2 separate regions of the Mus musculus genome follow, and region 2 is linked to region 1. A link is a contact called in public promoter capture Hi-C data. All regions are on one chromosome and are shown on one strand. The core of a region is the stretch at or near the end of the contact, and the rest is flanking DNA. Distances in the headings are between cores, read along the strand shown. Region 1 holds the start of Shh (sonic hedgehog). Region 2 has its middle 64 kb from the start of Rnf32.

Region 1 (3,095 bases), core at 517-3,016:
TGGCGAGATGCGCGTCGCGTCGCGCGGGCTGTTCCACTCTTGTTTTCTCCAGCCCCCGCCCCCTGCACTTGCGCCCCGCCAGCGCCGCTCCGCCAGCCGCTCGGCGCACCTAGCCCTAAAGGTAGGACTTGAATATTTTAATAGGGCAGTAAAAAGGATGCTGACCTATATTTGCAAGGAAACCCATTTCCAGCTCCAGTCATACGTGCATGGAGTTTCAGAAAGTCTCGATTTGGCTGGGAGATTGGCAGCCTGGAAATCTCAAAGGAGGTGGGATGGGAAGAGAGGCTCGTGCTTTGCTTTGCCGTCTGTCCATCCACCCTCGTCGCCGAATATTTATTCGCTTTTAATTCTTATGCAAGCAGGTTAAAAATTAAAGCGATTGCAAAGCCAGCAAGTTCCAAGTCCCTCCCCTAAGGTACCGCGGGCTCTGGAGAAATGAGGAGCATCCTTAAAGAAATATCAATACATTCTCTGACCGGCACAATTGAGGACGATGGGATCGCAGTCAGGCTACGCGATACAGTGGGGACAAGACGGGCGCCTCTGGAGCTCCTGCCTTTTGTCAGAACTGCCCCCAGGCTTTCTCAGTTACAGTTCTTTGGTGGTGGTGGGGTAAAGGGTGGGGTGGTCTTGGGAGAAAAACACAGAAAAGGAAAAGGTAGGAGCTAGGGGACGAAATGCTCCAGGCTATGTTTGCAGTGACCTGGAGGCCCTTTGAAGTGTATAGGGGCATCCCCTCTCCCTCCATTTTCTGCCTCCACTTGGAAAGGGCAGACTCCCTCAGAGTAAAGGTCTTTCTAAGTTTCAAGCTAGAATACAGGTAGTTAGAGGAGGTCGTCCCGGGAGACTAATTAAATGAGACTAATAAAATGAGACTAATAAGATAGAGAACCCCATCTTCTGGTGCCCCATTCCAGCAAACCCTAAACTTCCTGCTGGACCCTTCACCTCCTTTTTCCTCCCGGAAGAGGAGTGCTAGGTGGGCAGGTGGGTGGGGAAGGAGAGAGCAAGCCGCCTTCCTACCTGCCCAAAGAGCAAACAGAGCAGGGCTGACTGCTTGGTCACACGCACCCCCCCCCCCTCCCGGGAAGGAGTCTGTTTCCCACCCGCAATGGGTCTCTACCTGAGTCATCAGCCGGTCTGCTCCCGTGTTTTCCTCATCCTTAAATATGATGTCGGGGTTGTAATTGGGGGTGAGTTCCTTAAATCGTTCGGAGTTTCTTGTGATCTTCCCTTCATATCTGCCGCTGGCCCCTAGGGTCTTCTCGGCTACGTTGGGAATAAACTGCTTGTAGGCTAAAGGGGTCAGCTTTTTGGGGTGCCGCCTCTTTCCAAACCCCCTGCCGGGCCCACAGGCCAGCCCGGGGCACACCAGCAGCGAGGAAGCAAGGATCACCAGAAAACATCTGGCCAGCAGCAGCAGCATCTCGTCCGCGGAACCTGAGGACTTGTGAGCTGTCCCCGCGCTGTCTGTGCGCGAGCGGGTACGCGCGGGTGTGTGCGTGTGCGCTCCTCCTTGCGCTCGGCTCTCCCTTCCTCGCTCGGCTCGTTCGTTCCCTCTGGCGCTGCCTGGCTCTTTCTCTTCCTATATAACCTTGCCTGCCGCTGCTGCAGGGGACTTGTCTCCGATCCCCACCCAGACTGGGGCTGCGATGGCAGGCTGCCGGTCGCTGGTAACGGAACACATCGGAGTTGGGTCTCGAGACAGCAATTAAAAGACAAAAAGAGCCTGATTTTAAATGGTAGCAAGGCTGGAGAGCTTGTGAGACAGGCTGCCTTTCGCACTATATTATAGCTGGCAGGGGCGCATCTGATTGGCCAAGCCGCACAAGCTTGTCTTCTGATGTTAACCCTGAGAAAGACTACATTTCTCCCCCCTCTGGCTGCTGTGGCTTTATTTTCACCTGAAGGCTTCCAGTTTAAAAAAGAAAGAAAGAGAGAAAGAAAGAAAGAAAGAAAGAAAGAAAGAAAGAAAGAAAGAAAGAAAGAAAGAAAGAAAGTCTTTACTAAGGTAAAGGTGGGTGGGAGGGAGGAGGCCTGTTTATTGGAAAAATACCCCGCACTGCCTGCTTTGTGCTCAGGGCTGCTTCCCCCTTACTTTCTCTAAATGGAAGATGCTTTGGTTAAAGCCAGCATAAGTTTTTAAAGGACAGTCCAGATGCTCCCCCCCCCCCCACAAGCTTTGACCATAAAACAGCCTCTCAATTGTTTGAGGGCAACGCTGCCTCCCTCCTGTTTGCCTTATTTACACCCCATCCCCAGATGTGAGTGTACAGGACAGACGTCACGGGGTTGTGAAAACAGCTCACCTGAGCATCTCCTGAATATTTAGCATCTTTAGATAGAGGATAATCACAGGTGGCCACAACCTAAAGAGTTGCTGTTTTAAGTGCCCTAAAATACTGTCCTTTATTGTATCTCACTGACTGCACCACATTCAAGCCTCTGCAGGTGGATGGATGCATCCCAGCTGAGGGGCAGGTAAAGAGTGTCTGCAGAATGTGGTGGGGTACATAGGTTCAGTGGGTCTATGTGCTGCACCCCAGCATGGAGGGCAGCTGGTGTGTGCTTGGTGGGTAGAGGTGATCTGCCTGGGGCAACTGAAAGTGGGCAAGGCTGCATGCGTGAAGAACCCCTTCCAATCTATCCTAGCAAAGTGCAGGGCTGGGGTAAGTTGATGTGGAATTCAGGCTCCTTAACACAGTTGTATTTCACAGGAGCTTTGCAAGCTAATTTTCAAGGAAAGAAGCTGGCTAGGTGTAGGGCCTGCAGACTGAAGGTGTTAGGGATCTAGAGGACAGTGTTCTGGCCATAAGGGGCATCTTAGAAGAGGATATGCTGTCTAGAGGTCACTACTCTTGGGGTGTCCAACACTCTTTCAGGAAAAAGAAAAATTTCCAGAAAAGTCTTAGTTGAACCAGAAAAATAGAATGTGAAACGCTTTGTTTTTATAGATCATAGAAATCTGCTCTGGCTTTTCTCCCATCCTACTCACAGGCAAGATTCCTCTAGGATGGGCGAACTATTTATGTGGAATGGAATACCTGCTTAGGGACCGAGTCCTCCAGTGTTATCCCATGAGACCAGCCTCT
Region 2 (3,147 bases), core at 291-2,790, 660 kb after region 1:
CATAACACATAGATCTCCCACATGGAGGTAACAGAGGCATAGAGCAATCTAGAGTGCAGGATGGCACAGGCCAGAGTCTGTCGCTGGCCAGAGACTGCTGCCGTCTGTATTTCTTAGCCTGTAGAAGGCATTGAGAGTGTCCAGGGAAGGTACTTCTTCATTCACTACTTGGTCAGACAGAATCATGCAGAAAGGCTTTACCCAGTTGTGTGTGTGAGAGAAAGGAGCACGCGGAAAGGAGCGAGGGGGGCGGACGGGGTGGGGAGGCAGATCTAACTTTCCCACCTCTCAAAAAAGAAAAACAAAAAAACAATTGAACCAAACCACTCCGCATGCCTTCCTTATTCCCTTCTCCTGCAGTTGCCTGCCCTGTGGGGGCAAGCTTGGCAGCTGGAGGCTAGGATGCGCAGGGTTTGGTTTTGCTCTTTCAGAACCACTGTTACTCTTGCCTCTTCCAAGGGCATCTGAGGTTCTTACTCTCGATCATCAGGGAAATTGCCCTGACAGGACTTGGACTTTGCCCGACTGGCACTGCTTCAGCATTCCAGTCATCAAGCCCCACAGAAAGCACTAGATGCTCCTTTAAGTCTATCCACTTTCCCCAAATTCCACAGTTGAACGCAAGGACTACTTACTGTAACAAACTAACGCCCCAGTATCCAATGTAGCCACTTTAAGAGTAAAAATTGAAACATCAACTTAAAAAGGAAAGCAGGTTCACTTTGTAGTGATCACACAAAAAGCCTCCAGCAATGTCTGCAGGTTTGTGCACACATGCACACAAACTTAAACTCTAATGACACTCACTCCTCCACCCCTGCAATAATGAGACATTCCTTTATGCAATATATGCCACCCAAGGTCAGAAAGAAAAACTTAAATAAGAGAATACATATTTTCCTGGAATTTTGCTTTTGTTTTGTTTTGTTTTGTTTTGTTTTGTTTTGTTTTGTTTTGTTTTGTTTTGTTGTTTCAAGACAGGGTTTTTCAGTATAGCCCTGGCTATCTTAGAACTCACTCGTAGACCAGTCTAGCCTCAAACTCAGAGATCTGCCTGCCTCTGTCTCCTGAGTGCTGAGATTAAAGTGTGTGGCACTACCTCCCAGCTTTCATAGAAATTTTTAATGTTATAAAAAGTTGGTTTTCACTAAATTAATTACATAATTTCCAACCAAATATTAACATTATTTTAGAAATTTCAAAATAAAAAAATTTACAGTTCACCTGAAGGCTTATACACACACACACACAAGAAATATATAGACTAGTACAACCAAAAAACAAAACATAGGAAGAATACTTTCAGCAGACCAGATGAAAGGATAAGCAATTCTATGTATGAGTGTAAATATAGAGACCCAAACTAGATCCTGATTTATAGGAACTTCCTCTACAAAAAAAAAAGATGACATCTAAAGTCCTCAGAGTATAAAACCTTGTACAATCATTATTGCCTAAGGGCCAGGGACACTGCAGAGGAGGGTGGGGTTGTCTAGCATTCCCAGGATAACTAAAGAAGAGAGTGGAATGTGGAAGGGGAGAGGGAGAGTGGGAGGGGCGAGCGAGAGGGGGAGAAGGGAACAGAGCAGGGAGTGAGTTAGGAGAAGACAGAGAAGACAATACTGAAAGAGAACAATACTTAGGAAAACTATATTGACATCTGGAAAAACTATATGCCTGATCCTTATCTCATATCTTACCTTAAAATAAATTAGAAGTTGATTAAAGTTGAAGGGGTGGAGATAAGACCAAAAAGATAATAGAAATAATTATCTGGCTATTACTTTAATCTATAAGTAGAAAGGACTCTCTAAGATTGACATCAAAGTAGAAACCATAAGTACTAGCTAATGTGAACATGTAAAGTGTCTGTATGATAAAAAAAAAAAATACTGTTGATTGGTTCCGATGCAATTGTGACAGCATGATGTTAAAAGTGAGAGAGGTTTGGCTGAGTGACAGAACAAAGTTAAAGGTCACATCATCCTTGCAAGGAGACAAAGAGCCCTGTGCTGACTGGTTACGACTGGTTACACCCGGAAACTGCATTAAGCAGCACAGCAGGCCTGGGGGTGGGAGATTTATTACATCAGAGGAGAGGAAAGGGCACTCTCACTTCCTCTCCCCACAGGTAAACACTTATTATTTTTTCTCAGCATATCTACCAACATGTAGAAAATGATGTATCTATCTTTATATCTATTTCCCTCAAAAAGCTAGAAATTAGTTTGTCTATTCCACCCTCAGAAACTAAAACCTTGTAAACTTCTACAAAGTTCAGTTCAGTAGCAATGAGACTATTAAAAACAAGACAGAACCAAACTACACACTAAGAGGTATTCTCAGGGCTGCTTATTGTTTATTTATTATACAATAATACACTTAAGAAAAAACAATATGTGGGAAAATCCATACACTATGAATACATCTATATACAACAACTAACCAAAGTCCTGCCTCCCAGCACATCTGCAATTCATGATTTCTGCAAGGGAACAGTGTGAGAGTACACATACACAATGAAATTTGGCGTAGAACTAAGAAAATTCCAGAGCAACGTTGAGACAAAGGAGAAACAGTGGGAAAGATAAAAACAGAAACTGACACAGACAGTGCATGGTCTGCACTGACGGTTATGTGTAAGACCTCCTCCTGCCACAAGCTAGTTCCTGCTTAGATGAACTTGACCTCTTCCTGTGCGTTACTGGGATGTTTTATAATAAAGATGTCTTCCAGTGTATTATGATGCAGACATAGAGTGAGGTGTTTGGGGTGCCAATGGATGTGAATCAAGGTGAAGCCAAAGTAAATAGAAGGAACAAACCATAAAGGGAAAGGCTGAAATCAAATAGAACCTAGAAAAGAATGTTTTCTGAATGTATTCATGTTAAGTGAAAAGAGAGAAGATGAAATGACAAAAGAGGAGACTTCAGAATGGAAACTTCTGATCAAACAGGGTAAGGAAATGCCTCGAGAGTCAGCAGCTTCGGCAAAAATGAGTTCTGTGAATCATATAATCCACCCAGAAAACACAAGAAGGATGTCGAAATGTGAAGCCATCCCAGAGAAATAGTTGATGAGCTTAGCCTGCCCATACAGTCCTAAGCCCAGATGTCTTCTCTGGTAAATTCTATCAAGTCTCTAGGA

Evidence for each region. Promoter capture Hi-C pulls out the DNA fragments that hold promoters and counts their contacts.
Region 2: a promoter capture Hi-C map of embryonic stem cells shows a contact between it and region 1, with 5 times the contacts expected there. The contact joins the enhancer-like site here to the promoter of Shh in region 1. A contact is called at or near these places in 9 of 39 promoter capture datasets (the C10 cell line, the HPC-7 cell line, cranial neural crest and 6 more), 14 of 115 datasets of contacts at active chromatin or transcription factors (astrocytes, craniofacial prominence, embryonic basal ganglia and 8 more) and 4 of 9 other capture datasets (adipose tissue, embryonic stem cells, liver and 1 more).

The regions. Positions count from the first base shown.
Region 1 is chr5:28,465,335-28,468,429 of GRCm38.p6, forward strand. It overlaps Shh (sonic hedgehog), which reads right to left and starts at 1,767. Exons shown (of 3, transcript NM_009170.3): 1 at 1,127-1,767. The coding sequence starts at 1,429. 9530036O11Rik (RIKEN cDNA 9530036O11Rik) reads left to right here and starts at 1,650. Exons shown (of 7, transcript NR_015562.2): 1 at 1,650-2,014.
Region 2 is chr5:29,130,436-29,133,582 of GRCm38.p6, forward strand. No RefSeq gene overlaps it. Among named protein-coding and RNA genes, the nearest start is that of Rnf32, 64 kb to the right of the region's middle. Within about 2 kb of position 1,541, at least 23 of the 459 cell types and tissues checked have an H3K27ac peak or open chromatin away from gene starts, as enhancers often do. A contact at or near this core is called in craniofacial prominence, embryonic stem cells and trophoblast stem cells, where this site is marked.